Linked DNA regions of Mus musculus: all the other regions are linked to region 2. The links are chromatin contacts, called in public promoter capture Hi-C maps. All regions are on one chromosome and are shown on one strand. Each heading gives the region's core, a stretch centred on a gene start, on an enhancer-like site or on the middle of the called end of the contact. The rest is flanking DNA. Distances are from core to core; before and after follow the strand shown.

Region 1 (3,178 bases), core at 546-3,045, 1.5 Mb before region 2:
AAAGTCTCAGCTAACAATCACTGATAAAAGGCCACTTCAAAGCTGAGGTGCCATCCCTCCAGGTTCCTGCCAGATGCAAGGGTTCTGCTACAACTCTGCTACACATGGGGCCAGACCTCCAGCCTATGACGTTTCTCAGTATCTCTCAGGAGAGACAGACTCTCTGGGAGCTGGGATCTGTCTGGAAATCCCAGGCTTGCTTGCCCAGCAGTGCACATCTTTTAAAAAATGATATATCATTATTATTAAAATTTTACCTCAGAGACACATGTCACTGTGATTTCCCCTACAGGGGTTGCAAGGGTTAATTTTTCAAAGGGAAAACCTGGATACTTAACAGATTCTTTCAGGCCTGGTAAGAAGTTAAAATAATGTTCATTTCCAACTTCAGAGAGAAGGCTAACCACTGAGGAGAAAGCTCCTTTTCTCCAGAGTAAAGTTTGCTAAATGGAAGCTTGTGGGTTTCCTTCTTGTCCGAAACTTACAATTTTCCCGCTGCTCTCTGCTGAGCTGCTATGTGTCTGTAGGGGTGGAGCCAGAAACCACTTTTGAAATAAATAGAGAGTTGCAATCTTCTGCCTTGGACATTTGCAAATCATTGCGTGGCAGTGGATCTCAAAATCAGAGGCCTCAACTGTCAGTAGGCCAGCATTTGGGACCTACTGCTAGAGTGTTTAATTCCTAGATCCGAAGCTCAATAATTTACATTTCAGACAAGCTTCCAGATGAGAGTGTCACTCTTCTGGAGGCTGCATTTGGAAAACAATTAAAACAATTAAGTTTTCTGTCAGTCAGGGACAACCTACTTACTCTTCCCGGGAAGTCCCCAGGACCAGCGCCTGTCAGTGTGGAAGGGCAAGAGTGGGCCCTGTATTGGCGCCCAGGCACCAGGCGACCTCAGGACTCTCTAGCATGCTGACACCCACGTTCTATGGGCTGCCTCTTTTGAATCTTGAAGGCTCAGTTTGTTTTCAGGCCTCCCCTAAAAAGACGGAAAAAAAAAAAAAAAAAGAACTGGACGAATCTAGAGCCTTCCATAGGTTCTGGAATTTTTCTGGAGTAACTGTAAATGCGAAATTGGGCAGATTTCCCTGTGGCATGGATTAACTTTAGAGGATCCATTTCTGAAACGAGGCTGCATAGTCACATGGTGAAAACTCACCAAGCCCTTTCATCTGGCTGACATTTCAGTGGTCTCAGCCCTCAGCCGCAGTGCCCCCTTTCTTCCATCTAGGAAGAATTTCAGGCTGAGCCAGTGGTTCTCACAGGAGCTCATCTTTCCTCCTTCCCCCCACCCCCCATTCCTTTTTTTTTTTTTTTTTTTTAACCCACCTTTCCTCACCTGCAGTTCTCAGTTTCTCCACTTGAGGTCTCACTAGGACAGCGATTTTCTTAGTCCTCGGCTGTTTAGGACGGATTTGGAACAAGCCTTGGGGGTGGCTGGGCAGGGGCGGTGGGTGTGGGGGTGAGGGATGGGTGTGTGGTGGGGGAGAAGCCATCTCTGCCTAACTCATAGCTGGCTTGATTGATTTGTTCAGGGAGCTCTCTGGTTAAAGAAGGATTAAGCAAGGAGTCGTCCTCAGTGGGACGAATGGCCTTGCAAGGCTTCCTGAAGGGGCCATTTTCCTTTTTCGGACAGTGTCACAGCTGTCCTATGTGGAGAACTAGTAACGCTAGGACATTGATTGTGGCTAAGAAAAGACTGGTAGATCATTTCTCCAAGTTCTAGTCGCTATCCTCTCCACGTAACAGGGTGTGTCTGTCAGTCTTCAGGGACAGGGCAGCTTTAAAAGTCACTGCACACTTCCCTGACGGATGGATCGCTCCTCTGCCTCTGCTTGGCTAAAACTGTGGAGCTGAAATCCATCATGGCAATGCTTTCCTGGCTCACAGTTTTTTGTTTTGCTGTATTTACCCAGTGGCCTCTGAACCTAAGATGTACACACCAAATTAACTCTGTGACAGTCCATGTCTGGTCTGCTCCTCCCAGTCCCAGTCACTGTGCGACTCATGGAAGGTTCCTGCAGACTATTTTGGAAAAAAAAATTACATTTAAAGCTCAACATGGGGGCTGCAGAGATGCTCAGTGGTCAAGAGCACTGCCTACTTTTCTAATTCCCAGCAACCACATGGCAGCTCACAACTGTCTGTGACTCTAGCTCCAGGGGATCTGACACCCTCCCACAGACAGGTAGTCAAAACACCAAATGCACATAACATAAAAATAAATAAATTAAATAAAAAACTCAAATGGGCCAGAATGCTAAATTCAGTTATGATTCTTTGTCCTCTACAAAAGTTTGCCCAAAGGTGCCGTGCATTTGCTATGGAAAAAGACAGCCCATGAGAAGGACCATGCATATTTAGCCAACATCTGGATTTCATAATTGTGTGCACATGAAGGCAGAATTGAGGTGGATACTGACATGTGTGTTTCTATGATTGCCTGTTTGGCTTTTAGATTATTTTCTGTTGCAGGGTTTCTGGTCTCTTTAAGAACACACTATAGGGGAACTGGAGAGATGTCTCATCGATCATAGAGATGTCTCACTGCTCCTCCAGAGGTCCTGAGTTCAGTTCCCAGCAACCACAGGGTGCCTCACAACCATCTGCAGTGGGATCTGATGCCCTCCTCTGGTGTGTCTGAAGATGTGTGTACTTACATACATAAATCAAATAAATAAATAAATCTTAAAAAAACATCCTGGAAAAGAGAGACGGTGGCGTTCACCTGCCGGGTTCCAGCGCTCAGCTAATGAGCAGCCTCCTGGGAAACGGACGCCAGCCTATCTGGGCATTTCCTGAAATGTTTCCGTACTGCATGAAGAAATCAGATGCTTCGACTTGAAACGTGCGTGTCTATGTGAGTTTGAAGGACCAGGTAAAGCAGGTTTTTTACTTGTACTTTTCCTTCTTGGGCCTTGCTGTTCTTTCGTTAGTAACTGAACACTAGTTTGTTTCCTCCCCGCCCCCTGGCAGTCCTGACTTTTTTGCACAGCCTGACTTTCCGATAACTTCCTGTGGAAAATGCAGGTGGAGGCGGACTCTCAACAAGCCCAATGAGCAAGTTAATGTTAATTAAGCAATTAATGAGCAAACTTGGCCCAAGGACTTCTTGCAGTCAGCTGGTCCCTACATCAATCCATGGTGTAGGGAGCCATATTACCTTTCTCCAGCT
Region 2 (3,260 bases), core at 124-2,623:
TACAGATGCTTCATATTCACTAAGGACAAAAAGTCAAGAAACTGAAATAACAATACAAAACTGACTGTGTAGAAGTGAGACAGACGGGATGCTCCTGTTCACAAAGGACAGACAGAAACAGGACAGATGCTTCAGAGGCTCTCGGGCCAACTGGTTTGACTACAGACGCTTCAGCAGCTTTTTCATGTTTTCATATTGAAATGAGAAAAACGTATTTCCTAAACCCTGACCCAAAAACCTGAGACTGACCTAACCGCCAGACACAGTGGTGGTTTGAATAGGAATGGACCACAGAGGCTCACAGATTTGAACACTTAGTCATCAGAGAGAGAGACTACTAGAAGGTTGGAGGAAGTGTGCCACTGGGGTGGGTTATAGGGTTTAAAATGCTCAAGCCAGGTCCATTATCTGTCTGTCTGTCTGTCTGTGTCTATCTCTTGCCAACCCAGATGTAGAACTCTTGGCTCCTTCTCCACCACGTCTGCCAGCACTCTGCCATGCTTCCTGCTCTGATGATGATGGACGAAACCTCTGAACTGTAAGCAGCCCCAGCTAATGTGTCTTCCTTTATAAGAGTTGCCATGGTCGTGGTTTCTTCACAGCCACAGCCACAGGTACTTAAGAAATGTGTACGAGCCCGCACTGTCCTGCTTCTGTGACCCAAAGGCTTTCTGCTCCCTGATCAAATAATACACCATGACCTGACTGTGCCCTACTGTGTAGGGGCAGGCGGATCTGAGGCCAGCCCGATCTACAGGGCAAGATCCAGGACAGCCAGAGATGTTACACAGAGAAACCCTGTGTAACAACGATGTCTCAAAATATCAAAACCAAAAGCAAACCCAACTTCAAATTCATAAAGCGCTTGTCCTAGTTTCCTTTTCTCGAGAGAGAACAGCCCGACATACAATAACATTGGTAATAGCAAACTAACAGACAGACAGACAGACACACACACACACAGAGAGAGAGAGAGATCCCTTTGGAGCAAGACAACTCTCAAATAAGGAAAACGCTGGGATAAAACTCGGATGAACTGAGGTTGACGCTGTCTGGTTTGGGTGTCCATGGGCTGAGGATGGCGCTGTCTGGTTTGGGGGTCCACGGCTCCTTTTCTTACCTCCCGCGGGTGGCGTGGAGGGGGAGCAGCCGCCCCGCCCCCTCTGCGCCCGGCCGCAGCGCCCCGGGATAGCGGATCCGGAGGCCCGGCCCAAAGCACACCGGGAGCCGCCGGGGCACGGCGGAGCGAGACTCACCTGAGCAGCGGCGCGGCGAAGCGGAAGCCTTCGTGTAAATCCCCACAGGCGCCGCCGGGCCTCTGGCAACAGCGTCCGGGATAGAGCGGCCGCCGCCATCTCTGCGGTGGAGAAAGTGGAGATGTACTTCCGGGTCATGACTCCAGGCCCCAGAACTAGAGGCTGGCTCCACCCTGTGGCGGCAGCAGGAATTGCAGTCTCTGAAATTCCTTTGATTCTGTGTCTGGGCTTAGAACCCTCAATCCCTTCACCCTTTGACTCCCTCCCCAGTTCGCTCCAAATAATCAGGTCTGTAGAAATGATGTGCAAGACACACAAGGGACAAAGTGAACGGAACATGTATCCCCAGGCGGTTGGAGTTAATCAGAGAGATCCAGTGCGGGAGGGACAGACACATTGAAGGATCTATCATGTTGGTCTTCGTTGTTCTAATGTTTATAGCGTTGCTTATTCTATTCCATAGGAATACCTTTGCCGAGATTGCTACTAAAAGACAGACGCTTTACAAACATAATCTTACATTCTGTTACCATGATTTAATGTTATTTACTTCCACGTCTTAGGGCTCTGCCAAAACAAACTGCTCTTACCCGTTCCTGGGTGCCTCTTTATCCACATACACTCTAATGAAACTAAAATTTGTCAAATAGCCACTTTAGCCAATTGTCCCAGGGTTTGAGGCTTAACGAAAATAGCAAGCACTTTTTAAAATTAAAGCTTTTTATTTAACTTATTATGGGGAGGGGGTGGGTGCATGCCACTCCAAGCTTGTGGAGGTCAGAAGACAACTTTATGCAATCAGTTGCCCCTTCTACCTTTGCATGAATTCTGGGGGTGGAACTCAGGTGGACAGGCTTGCACTGCAAGTGACTTTACCCGCTGAGCTGCCTGCAAGCCCCTAGCAAGCTCTTTTCTGTGAGGAAGCGACTATTACTTTGCTAATTTTACAGTGGGAACTGAGGTATTGGCTGCCTAACAGGCTGTTTAACACTAAAGAGTGTGCGCTGTAACTTTAGAAGTTGGAGTTCTGTCTAACTTGACCCCTTGTTGCCTAATACCTAATTTACATTATCGTTCAGGTATCCTTTTCCCACCCAGCCTCCTCTTTTAACTATTCACCATTTAACAACAAGACAGGAAAATCCGGGCCGGGCGTGGTGGCGCACGCCTTTAATCCCAGCACTCGGGAGGCAGAGGCAGGCGGATTTCAGAGTTCAAGGCCAGCCTGGTCTACAAAGTGAGTTCCAGGACAGCCAGGGCTACACAGAGAAACCCTGTCTCGAAAAGCCAAAAAGACAGGAAAATCCCTTGGGCGCCTCATTGTCAGTTTGTAGCTGTAATGGTGACAACCAGTCAAACGTCCAAACCAGGAACTCCATGTCACCTTTGGTTCCTGCCTCTGACTTTCCACTCTGACTTCTTGCTATTTTATCGATAGCCATTCTAAGTGTAGAAGTTTAGACAACTGCCCTCCAGCTGGCGGCGCTGTTTGCGAAGGTTGTGGAACCTTTAGGCAGTAGAGCCTTACAGTAGAAGGCATTGGGCACAGACTCTGGAGGTTTCATAGCCTGGTCCCACTTCCCGATCTCCCTGTTTCTGAGCTGTGATGCAGCTTGATAGCGCCTGTTCCTGTCGCCCTGCCTTCCCCATCACGGATGGATGGAAGCCCTCTGGAACTGCAGGTTATTTTATCACAGTGACAGTAAAAACAAAACAAAACAAAAACTAGAAAAAATGGAATCTCAACATAGTTTGAATTTGCATTTCTCTGAAAGCCGTGGGTCGTGAGCATTTTTTTGTTCAAATATTTGTTGGTCATTTGTACTTTTAAAATCTTTTTCCATTTTTGAATGTATGTGTCGTGCATATTTTTGGTGGGAAGGACCACCCGTGAATGCGTGTGTTTGGTGTGTGTGTGTGGTGTGTGTGTGCACGCGCGCGCGCGCGCGCGCACGTTACATGAGAAGGTCCCAAGCTAACGCTGGGAGTTATCCTTGACCACTC
Region 3 (3,189 bases), core at 357-2,856, 1.6 Mb before region 2:
TCACAGCGGTGCAGTAGGAAAGTCTCTGGCATGATTAATAAACCACAGCTAGAATAATAACCAGCTAAGAGCTTTTACTTGGTGTTTCTTGTGTGCCAAGCATCATGTTGCTTTATGCATATTATTAGGATCTGTAAAGATTCCCCCTCACTCCTGACAGTTCCTCCATGTGGAAGAACTTCTGCTCCAGCATTTCTGACTTATTCCACTCCGAATTAGTGCTTCCCCAGGAAGAAGAATCAGGCTGGGAGAGGAGTGATTTCTTAATGGTGATTTGAGGAGAGGACTGGGAGCCTGTATCTCAGACTCCCTTCATCACATAGCAGCCAAACTCTTCTCCCTCCCGTGGTTACAGAGTGAATTCCTGGGGTTGGGGGGTGGGGAGAGGAGAAGAAAGAGAGGAAGGGAGGAAGGGAGAAAGCTGAAGCACACAAAATCCCAAGACTGGGAAACAAAATGAGTGACAAAGAAATTATACAAGCGGCTTCTAGTCCCAAGTGTTCCTTCTGCTCTGAGGGGAGGAAGTGGGGCTCATCAAGGTGGTAGAGGAAGATTTGGTATCCATGAGATGGTCCAGTGAAATCTGAGGAAGACAAGTGCATACACACAATTTAACAAGGAGGAAACGGACAGAGTGTCTCATAATAAACTTAAATTAGAAGAAGAGAAACCTGAGAAACAGGACAAGCTTGTGGATGAAGATACAGGAGACTCACAAGCTGGTACTTAACCAGTGAAGGAGATGCTGCCGAAGACCTGCTGAGACCCAACTAATAACATGACCAAATGAAATCATTCTTTGATAGTATTGCTTATGGTGATACTGGAGAAAGGAGCCCGAGTTAGGCTGAAGAAAGGTTAGATGCTGAAATGTTCGGAACCCCAATTTGTCCAGATGGTGGCCATGGAGCTACCAAGGCAGAGAAGTGTTGGCTTTCATATGGCAGGGTACGTGGTAGTGGCCGAGGAGGGACCATCACTGCCCCTCAAGTGGATTCAGAGGCATCATGGAGCAGAGAGTGCAGATTTTGACTATAGGAAAGATAATAAAGTCACCTCCTAGTCTACAGACAAGTTCCAGTCTCTGTACCCTTCTCATTCTGTTTGGAGATGCTATAATATGAGGTAGCTTATTTCAGCAGTTAGGGTGCTGGGTGGTAGACAGCTTTGTCAGTCAGCTATACACACACCGGTAAATAAACATTTTATATAGTTGTAAAATTTCATTCTATTCTGTTGCCAAAGAAACATTAAGAACTTTGTATAGCTTTTTAAAAAGCAACTACGTTTCTTTTAAAGAGAATAACTTTTAAAGTTTAAAAGAAAGGTGTGTGTGTGTCCTGCCTGTCTGATCTTGGCAGTTCTTTCCTGTTCAAGTATACTAACTTCGAGTCAATGATGACTAGGCTTTGACAGCGTCCTCTTGGCTTCCTCTGCGTCATCGTCATCGAAGCCATTTGAATGCTGACTTTTCCCCCTGGGCTTGCTAAGCCCAGTCCCTAGGGGACACAGCCATTTGAAACTCCCTGCGGTTTGAATGGGCTGGCCCAGCTGGCAGAGATCTGCAGCTGTGTTGCCTTTGGTTGCGTGGCAACGCAGCACCCCACCCATCTTCTGTTCTCAGAGCTGAAGATCAACACTGCTGAAGCTCTGTCTGCTCTTGCTGTCTCACAAGGACCGGAAGAGGATGAAACACCAGTCAGTACCGGGGGAATTGCAACGGAAAAATATTTTTCCATTTCGGTCAAGTCGCCATCGGGAAATCATTCAGACTCAATATTGAGACTGATACAGGGCGGTGAGTGGCATTTCTTGAGCAGGCTTTTCTGTTTGCAGAGAAATGCCCGCCCTTTGCGAACAATCAGCACCATTCAGCCTGGCAGGGTTGACGGAGCTTGGGGCAGGCCGCTGATAGATTTCATCTGCTTCTGAAACTCCGTGGTTTCGTACAGGAACACTGAAAAAGAGACTAGAAACAGGAAGTGGAAAAAAAAAACATTTCTACCTAATGGAAACTACCTTTTGTTCATCTGCACCTGCATTCCTGTTAAACATTTAAATTAGCGCAGGTATCTACTTTTCTAGGGACTATCCCCAGATGGTATGTACCCTAGAGGGGCTTTGCCTCTGATCTGGAATCTTCCTGTCACCATAACAAATCTCTCATTCTCTTTTCGCATTCCTCAGAAAAGAAACAGCTTGCCCATTGCCAGGAGGAATTAAGATCAGAGTCAGGGCAAAGTTCTAAACCAGTCTCCCCCTCCCCCACCCCTCCCCCTCCCCCACCCCCACCCCTCTCCCCTCCCCTCTCCCCTCCCCTCTCCCTCCCTCCCTCGCTTTATTTATTTATTTATTTATTTATTTATTTATTTATCTATCTATCTATTTATTTATTTATTTATTTATTTATTTATTTATTTATTTATTTTTGTGGCAGGGGTCTCTGTAACATAGCCTGGAACTCAGCCACACAACTGAGGATGGCCCTGAACTTGTGTGAGCCTCCTGACTTTCCTTCCTAAGTGCTGGGATTACAGGGATGCCCTTGTGCCACCATGCCCACCCAGCTCAGAAGCTCTCTTAGTGTAATTGTTGAGTAGCTCCCGAATAGTAAGGAACTGAGATGTAGTTGCCTTTGGTCAAGGAGGGGTCAGAGACAAGAGGAGTAAGATGATGACGGTTGGAAGATGTATGTCCGAGTGCACCACAGGGAAGCCAGGCTCAGAACTCCTTTTCACTCTGGTCCTTGCCTGCATCGACCCTGCTAGACGCTAGCAGATACTTTCTCACTAAGGTGGGGGAGGGTGGCTGAGACCCTTGATGGCACTGTGCCCAGAACAGAAAATGTGGTTGTTGGCAACTATATCAAAGGGCAAGGCTCTGCTCATTTAGAAACCTTTCCACCTCTGCTTACCAGACCCCATAACCTAGCATGCCCAAGGCCCACAGAAACTTTGGAACAATAGGCTTTGCCCCTCCTGTCAGTTATTTATTCATTTATTTAATTTTTCATTTTGAAGACAGGATATGGCTGCTCTTTTAACGTGTGTGAGTTCAAATCCCAGCACCTACATGATGGCTAACAGGTATCTCGAACTCCAGTTTGAGGGGATTTGATACCCTCTTCTGGCCTCCTCTGCTAATGGACAAATGTGGCTTAGACATAAGAGCCTGCAAAAACACTCATCC

Evidence for each region. Promoter capture Hi-C pulls out the DNA fragments that hold promoters and counts their contacts.
Region 1: a contact with region 2 is called in a promoter capture Hi-C map of hippocampal neurons, with 8 times the contacts expected there. The contact joins the enhancer-like site here to the promoter of Pmpcb in region 2. A contact is called at or near these places in 12 of 39 promoter capture datasets (the 3T3-L1 cell line, 3T3-L1-derived adipocytes, cranial neural crest and 7 more), 3 of 484 Hi-C or Micro-C datasets (the N1E-115 cell line, cerebral cortex and uterus), 1 of 115 datasets of contacts at active chromatin or transcription factors (astrocytes) and 1 of 9 other capture datasets (embryonic tail).
Region 3: a promoter capture Hi-C map of pre-B cells shows a contact between it and region 2, with 4 times the contacts expected there. The contact joins the enhancer-like site here to the promoter of Pmpcb in region 2. A contact is called at or near these places in 9 of 39 promoter capture datasets (the 3T3-L1 cell line, cranial neural crest, embryonic stem cells and 5 more).

The regions. Positions count from the first base shown.
Region 1 is chr5:23,223,473-23,226,650 of GRCm38.p6, reverse strand. The region is part of intron 2 of Lhfpl3 (lipoma HMGIC fusion partner-like 3); the gene reads right to left. Among named protein-coding and RNA genes, the nearest start is that of Gm17434, 89 kb to the left of the region's middle. Within about 2 kb of position 1,795, at least 109 of the 459 cell types and tissues checked have an H3K27ac peak or open chromatin away from gene starts, as enhancers often do. A contact at or near this core is called in cerebral cortex, embryonic tail, hippocampal neurons and 2 more, where this site is marked.
Region 2 is chr5:21,735,273-21,738,532 of GRCm38.p6, reverse strand. Pmpcb (peptidase (mitochondrial processing) beta) reads right to left here and starts at 1,373. Exons shown (of 13, transcript NM_028431.2): 1 at 1,257-1,373. The coding sequence starts at 1,355.
Region 3 is chr5:23,385,473-23,388,661 of GRCm38.p6, reverse strand. All of the region lies in intron 1 of 5031425E22Rik (RIKEN cDNA 5031425E22 gene), which reads left to right. Among named protein-coding and RNA genes, the nearest start is that of 5031425E22Rik, 46 kb to the left of the region's middle. Within about 2 kb of position 1,606, at least 405 of the 459 cell types and tissues checked have an H3K27ac peak or open chromatin away from gene starts, as enhancers often do. A contact at or near this core is called in embryonic stem cells, hippocampal neurons, liver and 2 more, where this site is marked.